2 separate regions of the Hermetia illucens genome follow, and region 2 is linked to region 1. The links are chromatin contacts, called in public Hi-C maps. All regions are on one chromosome and are shown on one strand. The core of a region is the stretch at or near the end of the contact, and the rest is flanking DNA. Distances in the headings are between cores, read along the strand shown. Region 1 holds the start of LOC119646231 (conserved oligomeric Golgi complex subunit 6). Region 2 holds the start of LOC119661132 (tRNA-splicing endonuclease subunit Sen15-like).

Region 1 (5,986 bases), core at 915-3,414:
TGTCCTTTAAACGCTTCGACACACCTAGCATGGATGGAATCTACCCGGCGATGCTAAAGGAGGATATAGAGGACTTAGAGAAACTTCCAGAAAATATTTTTCTATGATGTCTTGCTCTGACAACTTCAGACAAATCAACTTAAACTATAAGAGAGACTGTTTCAGCCTAACATTCACAAGAAGCTGCTGAGGTCGCACCTACTAAATGAAAATCGACGGGCTTACCGGCGTGAAAAGTCATGTAAGTCTGCTCTTCACTCTTTGGTTTCTAGATAGAAACAGAAGCAACGGAAGGCTACTTTCACGGAGGTGTGCTATCGTCGCTTTTGTGGAGTACGTTGACGGACTCACTACTATGCGAACTGCAAAATCTGCCAATATGAGCGAATGCCGAGATCTTGTAGAAATATACAACGCGCCGTTGATTTGATTGACAGTTGGTGCCTAAGGCTGATCGGGTAGTGGGTCCTCGTGACCCTCAACAAATGCGGAAGAATGCTGGTATCACCGAAGGTTTGTGAGAAAGGCCACAAAAAGTGAGATCCCCTGCACTTCTTCGCTGAAAAGATAGACTTGCCGAGGACTCTGGCGACGACTACCTGAAGTGCAACACCACGCCGCCTAAGAATTTATGAACCCTTGGGCCAACACCACTACATAATAAATAGAGGTGCTGAAGTCTAGGTTCCCCCCACATCCCGGAATCATCGACTAACACTACAAACCTTAAAATTCGCGGCACAAAATTCATTGACGATGCGCATGCATAGCTTACCAGCAGGTAAATGAGTCTAAAGTTTGGACGGACGTTTTCTTGGAGCTTCATTATTCATCTTAGATGATCCTGTACCACTATGGATTGCTAGTTCATCTGCACAACAGATTTCTCATCCACAACCTTCCTTAGGTAGTCAGGAAATTTCACTAAATTAATATGCGTTTTCATATTTTTCTGTTGATTCGGTACTTCCTCATATGCAACAAAATTACATTAATTTATTCCGCAAAATTAAACTTTACTACTTCACCGTGAATGTTCTAGGCGTTCATTCGAGGAGGAATATCAACAAATATTATTTACTCCTGAAGGAAGTAAGGATACTACTGACTACTTAACATTCGGCAGACGACTTTATTATGAGTTATTAATATTACCTATCTAGATTGTTCTAGGATAATCCTGTCCAATGTGGCTGCGGCTTCATAATACCCATTAAATCCCAATACAACTTTATTTCACACCAAAATTGTAACAAACAGTTTGCCTAATATATTATGATTTCTAGTTAGAATACATACTTTGCGCTTTGAGATTTAATTCCATGTAAAAAGAAAACGCAAAAATGAAATATCACCTGCCGAATCTTTGAATACTCGTATTAAGGTTATTTCACTCCATATTGAAATTTGTGCATATTTTGCTCAAAATATATTTCACCTCAGGCTGCTCTCTGTCGATCAAGTTTTCGAGATGTTCTTTGATGTCTTCCAGGATTATTTTAGCTATTACCTTTGCGACGGCAGAGAGTACGCAAATTCCCCTCCAAATGCCCTTCGTGCATTCTCTGGGTAAGGTCTCGGATTCGCAAGTTTTCCGTACGGGTGGAAATGGTAACTGCAGCGATGAGTAACTCTGCGGAGAGACCATCAACCATCAACTCCGTTTGAGAGCATGTTTCGGTGACTAGCCATTTCATCCACAAGAGGAGGGACTTGACCGGATATGATACGGTTACGAACTGTGGTGAAGTTTTCCTCCCAACTCTTCAGCTGCTCATCATTGTGGATGAGAAGCCGACCGTTAAAGTCCTTTACAGGGCCATCGAACGATTTGCAAGCTCTTTCGTAATGCGGAATACACTTCTGAAATCATTAGATAGTTTCAAAATTGAAAATTTAATGAATTTCAATAATTCACCTCAAAAATGACTATTTGTCTTTGACTTTAAGTGGAGAAAATAAAAGCAAGTTAAATAATAATTAACAAACTATAATCAGGAAAACAAATTAAAGAACTTTTCAGAAGACATCCAACAATTTCATATCTAAGATCAAGAGTTTCAAATTTCTTCCTCAGCTAATAAATTTCCCGCCTTCGGGAACTGCTGAATACATTCCAGCTGTCAACATTCCAATTGGAAGGTGGTGTTGACGTTTCATTTTCCGTGTGTCAACATAGCAATTCCCAAAACATTCCCAGATATTTGCTAGTCCGTGAATATTTTCTATCAGAAAAATGAAGGAACCTGCTACATCTGAAAATGACCCGATCCAGAAACGTTTAAATAAAATACTTGAAACCCGCCTGGATACAGATAAGGTATAGTACAACAGCTCAAAATTAAAGATATCCTGCAAAAGCCGGCAAATTCCAGGACACCCTCGAAGCCTTGTCCGACCTCTCAACATTTTTCACGGAAAACACCTTACAAACCCGACGAAATCTACGTAGTCAAATTGAAAAGCGCAGCGTCGCCATCAATGAGAACTTCCTGGAGTCATTTCGTGAAGTGAAACTCTCGCTGGACTCCATATGCAACGAGATTGATGCAATGGCGAAGTCAGTGAATTCAATGAAGGAGAACTTGCGAAGCTCGCAGGCTCTCACTCACGATTTGATCCAACAAACAAATTCACTTCAAGCGGAGAGTAATAAACTGCAAATTGACCAGCAAATAGCCGGCGCATTTTTGTCACGATTCCAGCTAAGTGTAGCCGAACATCAGACGCTGTACGGAGCCGTGAAGGATGCGCCAATCACGCCTGATTTTTTCACAGTTTTGGACCGAGTTCAATCCATTCACGCTGATTGTCGGATACTAATGCAAAGTGGGTACCAAACGGCTGCATTGGATATTATGGAGGAAATGACGCTGCACCAGGAAGGGGCTTTAGAGCGATTGTATCGATGGACGCAGAGCCATTGCCGGAATATTGACTCTCACGATGTTGGGTCGTTGGTTGTGCAAGCGATGAGCCGGTTGCAGGATCGTCCCGTTTTATTCAAGTACATGATGCCCTTCTTATAACAAATCGCCCACCTTAATTTCTTGGAGTATTTTTGAAGGTATGTGATTGATGAATACGCAACTGCTCGTCGTTCGGTGCTGGTTCGATCATTCATTGACGCTCTTACGGTCGGCGGACCAGGGGGGAATCCAAAACCAATCGAAATGCACGCTCACGACCCCAAGCGATACATTGGGGACATGTTTGCGTGGCTGCATCAGGCCATCCCTACGGAAAAGGAAAATCTATTGCTTCTGATCAAGCTTTGTGACAAAAATGGTTCGTAACAAATTTGTTTGCTTTCTTTAAACAAAATTTTGAAAATATCTCGATTTACAGACCTTTCCGAACAAATCCAAAACGCGCTAGCGAACATTGCTGATGGAGTTTGTCATCCTTTAAAAATCAGAGTGGAAACCATCCTCAATTCCGAAAAGGACACAATTATCCTTTTCGCGATATCGAACTTGCTGCGGTTCTATCAAAATATCATTAATTATGTACGAATTTATACTGCAATTTGGTGGCAGTTATCATCTTAAATGAATCTTTTATTGCAGGTCGTGAAGGGAGGAAACTTAGAACAATGCCTGATCGAGCTTAGAGGCCACAGCGAGCAATCCTACCTCAACGCCCTTTCGGCTCAAGTCCGAAGTATTCTGCAACGCCCAACGACGCAATCAATGGGTTTAGATCCCCCGCAACGGGATCTCGTTCCACCACCAAGCGTCGGAAAGCTTTTGAATATCCTCAAAGAAATTTTGTCAGTTGCCAGTATGGTGGAGGGCCGCCAATCAGACATCACAAAAATCGTCTCCTGCGTTATCGATCCACTACTTCAATCCGTTACCGAGTCAGCTTCACACTTGCCCACAATCGACATGGCTGTGTACATGCTCAATTGCTTATATCACATGCAAACGACCCTCGCCATGTTCGAATTCATGGACGAACGAATGGAGAGACTACAAGCGCAGTCTGATGCGCAAATAGACACTCTGACATCAGAACAGGCTTCGTCACTGGTGGCCAACTTGAACCTGGGACCGATCTACACAATTTTACAGAACAGCCAGGCGCGGATTGAAGCGAATTTATTGAAGATCTTTATGAATAAAATGGATGCTTTCCTGGAAATGCCCGATGTGTTGCTTTTGCCACAGATTAACTTGCTTTTGAGCAGCACGCATCGCTCCACGGTGCAGAAACGTTCATTTAATGTCATTATTACTATTTATAAGCAAATTTACGAACGGATTCATGATCCCGAAAGTGGTTATGAGAGTCCAGAATCATTTTTCTCTAAGACACCGGAACAAGTAGCAGAGCTGCTTTCTGGGTAACGAGTGGGTGTCGTTACAATACCGATATTGTGATTATAGGAACTATCAATAAAATAAAAAGTTATTTTGAGAAAATCGTTTACGGTTTTTGACTAGTCCCTTACCTGATTGTCAGCCTGGTACCCGCAAGCATTTCATCATTTGATGTTGCACTGCAGCTGGAGATCCCAATACCTATGTAGGTTGAAGAAATGAGGGAAATTGTAATAATCATAAATGGGGCGTTTTGTACTAACTCCTAGTGCGGGGTGCTTTAGATAGATTTTGTTGGCTCCTCCCGCCCGCTACTCTCACAGGTTTTAGTCAATATTCTTCGTTTGGTTTAGCTTTTGACCCGTTCACAAGCAAGGTTGGCTCGCTATGATCAGTTGCGCCATTTTGTTCTATCAAAAGGCCGATCTTGTTGGAGTGGCGAGGCTTTCGAATCCACATCCATTGTATCAAGCCACCCTTGATTCGCCCGACCTTTTGGTCGTTTACCATTGACTTCGATGTCCAGGTCAATCTTGGCCAGCGAATCCTCGTTAGCGCGAATTGCGTGACCATACCATCGAAGACGCCTCTCTCGCAATTTTTTCACGATCGGTGCAACCCCATGTCGACCGCGCATATCCTCATTTCGGATGTGATTAAAGCACGTTACGCCACTAATTCAACGCAACATCGTTTCCGCGAGACGCCATTCATCGTCTTTTATAAACGGGTCAGAATCGTAGAAGGTTACAGGGCGGACGACACTGCAGTAAATTTAAGATTTGAGTCGTTCGTTGATCCGTCGATCACAAAGAACGCTAGTTGTGGAATGCAATTTCATAATACAGTTCTCAATTAGCTGACAGCATTCACCCAAGGTATTTAAATTGTCCTATTCTGCGCAGGTCACTGACACTGATTGTGCATGTTTCATGCGGATCGGTCGACAAAAATGCTGTTTTATTCAGATTCAATCTTAGACCGTGTTGCATGAGGCGATCATTCTATCTTTGGACAAGTTGCTCTCTTTTTGTATAGGGCGCTAAACGTTGGGGCAAAAAAATTATCAAACGAACATCCTAAGTGGCCGAAGACGACCTAGAGGGAAGAACTATCCCAGAATCCTAAAGGGTTGGCAAAATTGCCGCCCGCAAAGACTGAAGCTGCATCAAAATGGTCGGTTGACACGTTTTTGCACGCCTCTGTGCGAGCCAGGCTCGGGAATGTGGCGGGGGGAGGGGGTCCTCTGAGCGCTTTGATCCCTCACGTGTCATTAGTACAAAATTAACGTGTCTATACCGATGCGTGGGTCTGCACCGGATCTAAAAATAGACAACAAACAAAGGAATTCGCGAAGGCCTAACGAAAAAAACCAGAACGCGAGCTAAACCTGGAAAATAAAAAAAACGGCCAAACAGTCATTATTTAGAGGATGTCCCAATTAAAATTTTGCGGGGTCAAGGAGGAAGTGAAAGGGAGGAAATCCTCAAAAAAAAATTAAGCTAAATTCATTGTATCCTATATGCAAAAATGAAATCAAACCTTACACGTTTTTTACACTCCGAGCTCGGCGTGGCGTGTATCTGTTGTTGTTTTGTGTTTTGCTGTTTAATAAGGAAACTGCTTGACTCAAAAAGAAGGAAGAAAATATATGTATACGG
Region 2 (6,044 bases), core at 2,121-4,620, 300 kb after region 1:
AGCGATCACACGCATTTTTCTCAGAGACGGTTAAAGCGATTGATACCAAATTTGGTAGAAAGGTGTGAACTGTGAACGCTCACGCATATAGTGAGTTGCATCCGTTTACGTCGAATTTAAGGGGGTGTAAATTTTTTTTTCATCAAATATAGTCATGTGAGGTATCAAATTAAAGGTCTCGGTCAGTACTTTTCGAAGCCGGTCTTAGTTTTGACATTTGTTGAAAAGGTGGGGAGTGCGGGGGGTTGAAAGTGGTCATTTTTTTAACGAACCCATTCTCAGAAACTAGCAAACCGGAAAATCTGAAAAAAATCAGGGGTCTGCCACTACATGGTGCCTAGGCTTCGAAATACCCTCCATACCGATGCCTGGTAAAATAAAGTTAATAATAGTACATTACTAGATTTTTTAGTAATTGACAGGAAAACCCCCCTTAAGTTCATTCTAGAATCACAAAATTTTGCAATAACGTAGGTTAAATCATAGCTCATGATCCTACTTTGTGAATATCGAACTATTACTAACAATGTTATTATAGGTCAAAGCTGTCTCTTCAGTGCAAATTCAAGACTGTGAATGTCAATATCACTTGAAAGTGGATATATGCATATATTACGTGCTACATACTAATGGGATAAATGCACACTCAAATCTCTATATAAAAGAAATACACCAAACCTTTCATACCTGAAGCGTCTAGCTTCCGGTTTCCCGATTTGTTTATATCTGTTGTAGGTTAAATTCTTTGTATTTGCTAATAATATTAAACTGAGTGTGGGTTAAGAGTGTGAAGCGTATGAGGTTAAATATTATCAATACAGGGCTTTCCATCAATTGATTTATTTTTGGCAATGTGATCAGGAGCTGTCATGCACTCGGGTTATTTGAATCGCTGCAGCAATGTAGGCTACAGCATAGAGCATGATCCTGCCAAATTTGGTGAAAATCAAACTATTACTAACAAAGTTATACTAGGTCAAAACTGTCGCTTCTCTGCAAATTCAAGACTATGAATGTAAATATTACTTGAAAGTGGAAATTTTCACATAATATATGCATATTTTACGTGTTACATGCTAATCTCTTTATAAAGGAAATACACAAAACCTTTCATACCTGAAGCGCTGAGCTTCCGGTTTCCTGACTTGTTTTTTACTCGCTAGTGTTAGTTATTAAGCTTGCAAATGCTAATATTTCGGGAACCACTTATTCCCTTCATCAATGCTAACAAGTCTTGTGATGGTGTGACTTTGGAGAGTACTCTTCTCCCTCTTGCTACACTTAGGGCAATGTGCTTTTGTACTCTAGAAAGGCAAGTAGCAGCAGCCTCGAATCTGGTATCGGTTTATTTCTGACGGCTACCGTAAGGGATGCTCTGGAACATTTCGAACCTTTGACCGACAGAGAGCAGGCTGGTTTCGGCTCCGGATTCTTCTGCTTTGACCACCATCAAAAGCCTACGGGTAATTTTGGTATTATGCGTGGAGCTTAGATCTTTCCTTCACCCGCTCGTCATCGATTTCGAGAAAGTTTTCTATAATGTGATCAGGGAGTGCATCTTGATTGTTCTATGCAGGAAGGATATTTCGGAAAAAACTAATAACCATTATCAGAGCCACATATGATGGCGCTAAATGCCACGTGCTGCACTGAGGTAAAATATCAGAGGACTTTGGGGTCCAAAGCAGAGTCTGCCAGGATTGCATCCTGTGGCTGATATTATGATACTTCTTCTTGTTATCGATTACGTTCTCCATGCCTGCTTGTCCGGAGGTCGTGGAGGAGTTCAATGAACGGGGACATCTTTCTTCCAACACTTCGACTACGGTCATAACATCTGTTTGCTCTGTCACCGGGTCATGGAATTTGGCCAAATAGCTGTGGATTTGGAAAGAGAGGCTGGTAGAATTGGACTGAAGATAAACACAAATAAAACCAAGGTTTTCAGTCTGACGGGTCATCGCACTCTTCCTATCTGCATCAATGGCCAAGAGCTTCGAAAATGTTGATTACTTTGTATCTCTAGGAAGTGTGATTTCCGTTGAGGGTGACACCGAATTGGATTGGAAAACTAAAATGTCTCCATGGAACCCGCTATTCATATAAGTTCACTTTGTGTGGTTATGATTATATGCACCTCTTAAATAGCAATAAATTTACGTAAAGTGCGAAATATTACCTTTTATAACTTTGTTAATGATAGTTGGATACAGATCAAAGTTTCCAGAATTGTCGCCTATACTGCTACCAAATTTTGTACTAAACTTAAGGGGAGTTTTCGAGTAAATTTATAAAATATGGTGATATATTATCATTAAGTTTATATGTGCAGATATCGAAACGCGATGTAATTTTAGGCCTAGATTTGCAGATTTTTCGGTTGGATAGGTTTTGAGAATGAGACATTTTGAGTCTTCACTCCCCTGTGTTTCAGCCAATATAAAAGAAGATCAGTTCGGAAAAGTATTAACCGAGCCCTTTCATTTGATATCTCACATGACTATATTTGGTGAAAAAAAATGTACACTCCCATACATACTGATATGGAGGCCCCTTTAATTTCAACGCAGTGATGCCGCTCGCTGCACATAAAAAAAGTGAGCACCTCGTTGGTGGGCGCTGTTCCTTTTATAGCTCAACTTTTAAAGGACTTACCACGTTATTAATGACCTATCATAAACCGAATACACAGATTCACTTATTTAAACGTGCAAAGCAAATTATATCCCTCAGCTCAATAAAATGAGGCTTTCTTAAATTTAACTAGTTCGACTAAAAACGGGTACCCTCTTTTTTGTGCGGCGTGTATATATACGAGTCTGTACATATGTGTAGCGTGCCCCATGCATCAAAATTCTGAATTTGCATTATTTTGACAAGTTAGTAAAGTTATATCAATTTCGGATACTGTAGAACAGAAGAGGTGGTATTATTCAATAATATGAATAACTAAAAACTGTGAAGAAGCATCTAATATTTAGCATTCCTTCCTTTATTTACGATAAATTAAACTTGCCGTCTATCAAATCGACATATACTCGAGCAGCTATTCCTCGTTTCACTTCATCCTTGCACCCTAGGATTTGAAAGTCCCGCACCTAAATACAGCAAATGTTCAAACCATTGAATTCATATATTCAGCAAAATGCTCACCAGCTCTAGTGTTGACATGCTGTTTTTGCTGGCCTCCGTTTTCTAGTTTTTTTTACGTCACCAATGAATAATCGACAGTAGAACTCGTTGTGTTCAATAACATCGATTCACAGTTTATATATCTAAAAGAGTTGTTTTCCTACTTTTATTTATAACACAGCAGATTGCGATGTAGACAGCTACACTCACCATTTGTCACCTGAAATGAAACGTCAAACGACTGGAATTCAGCGAACATCTTGGAATGTGTAGCGCGTAAATTTATTGATTACGCTCTGTGTTGGAAAGTGAGAAACGGACGTTTTTGCATGTAACAAATATTGGTGAGTATTAGCAGCGTTTTTAATGAAGGTATTGCTTGGATTTCCAATGTAATCTTAGAATACAGGATTCTCACCCACAAGCGGCGGGACTAATGCAAGTGACATTAATAATTAGCACTTGCAACGCAAATAGTGCCTTCGGCAGTTCTCAAAACGAATTCATTCAAATAAATTACATTCAATTATAACAGCCATAAACGGAAAGCGCACGGAATTGCAACAAACCTTGCGACGTGGAGCGAACTTTGCCGAATTGAAATCTTCATTGTTCGTTGAAACTGCGTGTCAATCGGAGCTTATCTCGAGCGCACTACGCACACATCTGAATTGTGTTTCTCGCTTTACTGTTGCGTTTATTCCACTTCAATTTGCTTCCAACCTCAACATATCTTCCACGAAGTTATCATCATCAACGGCACAACAACCGGTATCCATTCTAGGCCTGCCTTAATAAGCAACTCCAGACATCCCGGTTTTGCGCCGAGGTCCACCAACTCGATATCTCTAAAAGCTGCCTGGGGTCATGGCCTATGTTATCGTTCCATTTCAGGCGTCTGCTTTTTCTATCATAGATGTTGCTCTTATAGACTTTTCGGGCTGGATCATCCTCATATATAGGGATGAGGTGACCCGCCTACCACAAACTATTGAACCGGATTTTATCCACAACCAGACGGTCGTGGTACCGCTCATAGATTTCGTCGTTATGTAGGCTACGGGATTGTCCATCCTCATGTAAGGGGTCAAAAATTCTTCGGAGCTAAGTTAAGCTTGCTAAGAACCCATGTCTCCGAGGAATACATAAGGACTGGCAAAATCATAGTCTTGTACAGTAAGAGCTTGGACCCTATGGTGAGATGTTTCGAGCGAGAGAGTTTTTGTAAGCTGAAATTGACTGTGTTGGCTGCCAACAGACTCTGTTATCGGTTGTGATTTTCGACCCTAGATAGCAGAAATTATCAACGGTCTCAAAGTTATAGTCTCCTATCTGAATATTCGACCAGTCCGGTTTGATTTTGGTTGCTTGGTGTTTGGTGCTGACATTGCCACCATGTCTTACCTTCATTAATATGCAGCCAAGATCTCGCGCCTTCAGCGCAGTTTGTACGTCTCGGGTCGTTCTTCCAATGATGTCGATATCGTCAGTATAGGCCAGTAGTTGAGTGGACTTAAAGAGGATCGTACCCCTCGCATTTACCTCAGCATCACGGTTCTCTTTTTCCAGGGCCAGGTTAAAGACGACGCATGATAGGACATCCCCTTGATGTCGAATGATCTTAAGAGTGATCCTGCTGCCTTATCTGGCCTCGCACATTGGCCAGGGTCAGCCCAGTCAGTCTTATCAATTTTGTCGTTTGCCGCACAGAAAAAATCTAATCTGTTGCTGATTTGCCTGGAGTGAGGCCTTGTTTCGGGCGTATGGGACTATCTGACCTAGCAGGAAAGCGGGAAATATCTTACAGATGGTACCCAGCAACGTAATACCTCAATAATTGCTGCATTGCGTGATATCTTCTTGTTTATGTATGGGACAGATGTCCCATTGCCAGTCATCAGGCATTGATTTGCTGTCCCATAAATTGAGCATCAGTTGATGAAATACTTGGTGTAGTTGGTCGCCTCCATAATTAACCAATTCATCTGTAATTCCATCGGTCCTTGGCGACTTTTGGTTTTTAAGCTGGGGGATTGCACGGACTGTTTCTTCTATGCTTGGTGGTGGTAGTATTTGTCCATCGTTTTTTGTTGTCGTGACCTCCAACTCACCGATACTTTGGTTGTTGAGCAGTTCATCAAAATGCTCAATCCATCGCTTCAATATGCCCATTTTGTAGAAAATCGGATTTGCCTCTTTATCCTGTTGACTTGTTAGTAAAATTTGCGCGCCTGGCGCAGTTGTTCCCTGTACTTTTCGAGTTCACAGACCTGTTGGTTCTCCCGCGCTTCTTTTTTCCTTCTATGAAGTCGCTTCTCCGCTCAACGAAGTTCATAATAAGCCTCTCCGCGTGCCCGCGTTCTTTGAGAATCTAACATTTCGTATTTGTATGATATTTTGATGTAAGCTATGGGAACCAGCGTATCGCCCGAATACGGGCTCCGTCCTGAATGTTCAAATCTCCAAGTATGATTTTGATGTCATATCCTTCTCCGACTATGCAGTCTCCTCTGTAGGGCCTTATATCGGGAAAGGGTATCGGTTGGCAGCTTCATCTCTGTACAGGGAGCCCAGGTTCCATGAGAAAATGCGCAGATCGTTACTTCGTTTTCACTGTCGGGTTCGTCGTTGTGTAGTCAACTCAGTCCGAGGATCCTTTTGTGGCTTCGTAACCGGTTGTTTTCCGTGTAGGGTTGTCAACATTATCCAACCCCCACCCATTAAGACAAGTTGGTACAATTTGTCCCGTTTTTAGGTGCGGGAGGCTCACCTTCATCCTTTTTCGTTTCCAGTTTTTCATTAAGAAAGGACTCCCAGCGATCAGCACATGGAGGTGGAGATAGGGTTTGGTGGTAGAGCTGTTGGTGTTGCTTCAGCAGGCGTTTCCCAGGTTTTATGCTCAGGTTGAGTAG

Evidence for each region. A called contact is a pair of places that touch in the nucleus more often than the background predicts.
Region 2: a Hi-C map of an unstated tissue shows a contact between it and region 1, with 5 times the contacts expected there. The contact joins the promoter of LOC119661132 here to the promoter of LOC119646231 in region 1. A contact is called at or near these places in 2 of 2 Hi-C or Micro-C datasets (an unstated tissue and whole body).

What each region holds. Positions count from the first base shown.
Region 1 is chr1:70,130,969-70,136,954 of iHerIll2.2.curated.20191125, forward strand. It overlaps LOC119646231 (conserved oligomeric Golgi complex subunit 6), which reads left to right and starts at 2,165. Exons shown (of 5, transcript XM_038046621.1): 1 at 2,165-2,320; 2 at 2,376-3,007; 3 at 3,068-3,288; 4 at 3,349-3,509; 5 at 3,570-4,427. The coding sequence starts at 2,237. The coding sequence ends at 4,352.
Region 2 is chr1:70,426,257-70,432,300 of iHerIll2.2.curated.20191125, forward strand. It overlaps LOC119661132 (tRNA-splicing endonuclease subunit Sen15-like), which reads right to left and starts at 3,371. Exons shown (of 5, transcript XM_038070333.1): 1 at 3,343-3,371; 2 at 3,154-3,275; 3 at 3,017-3,098. The coding sequence starts at 3,171.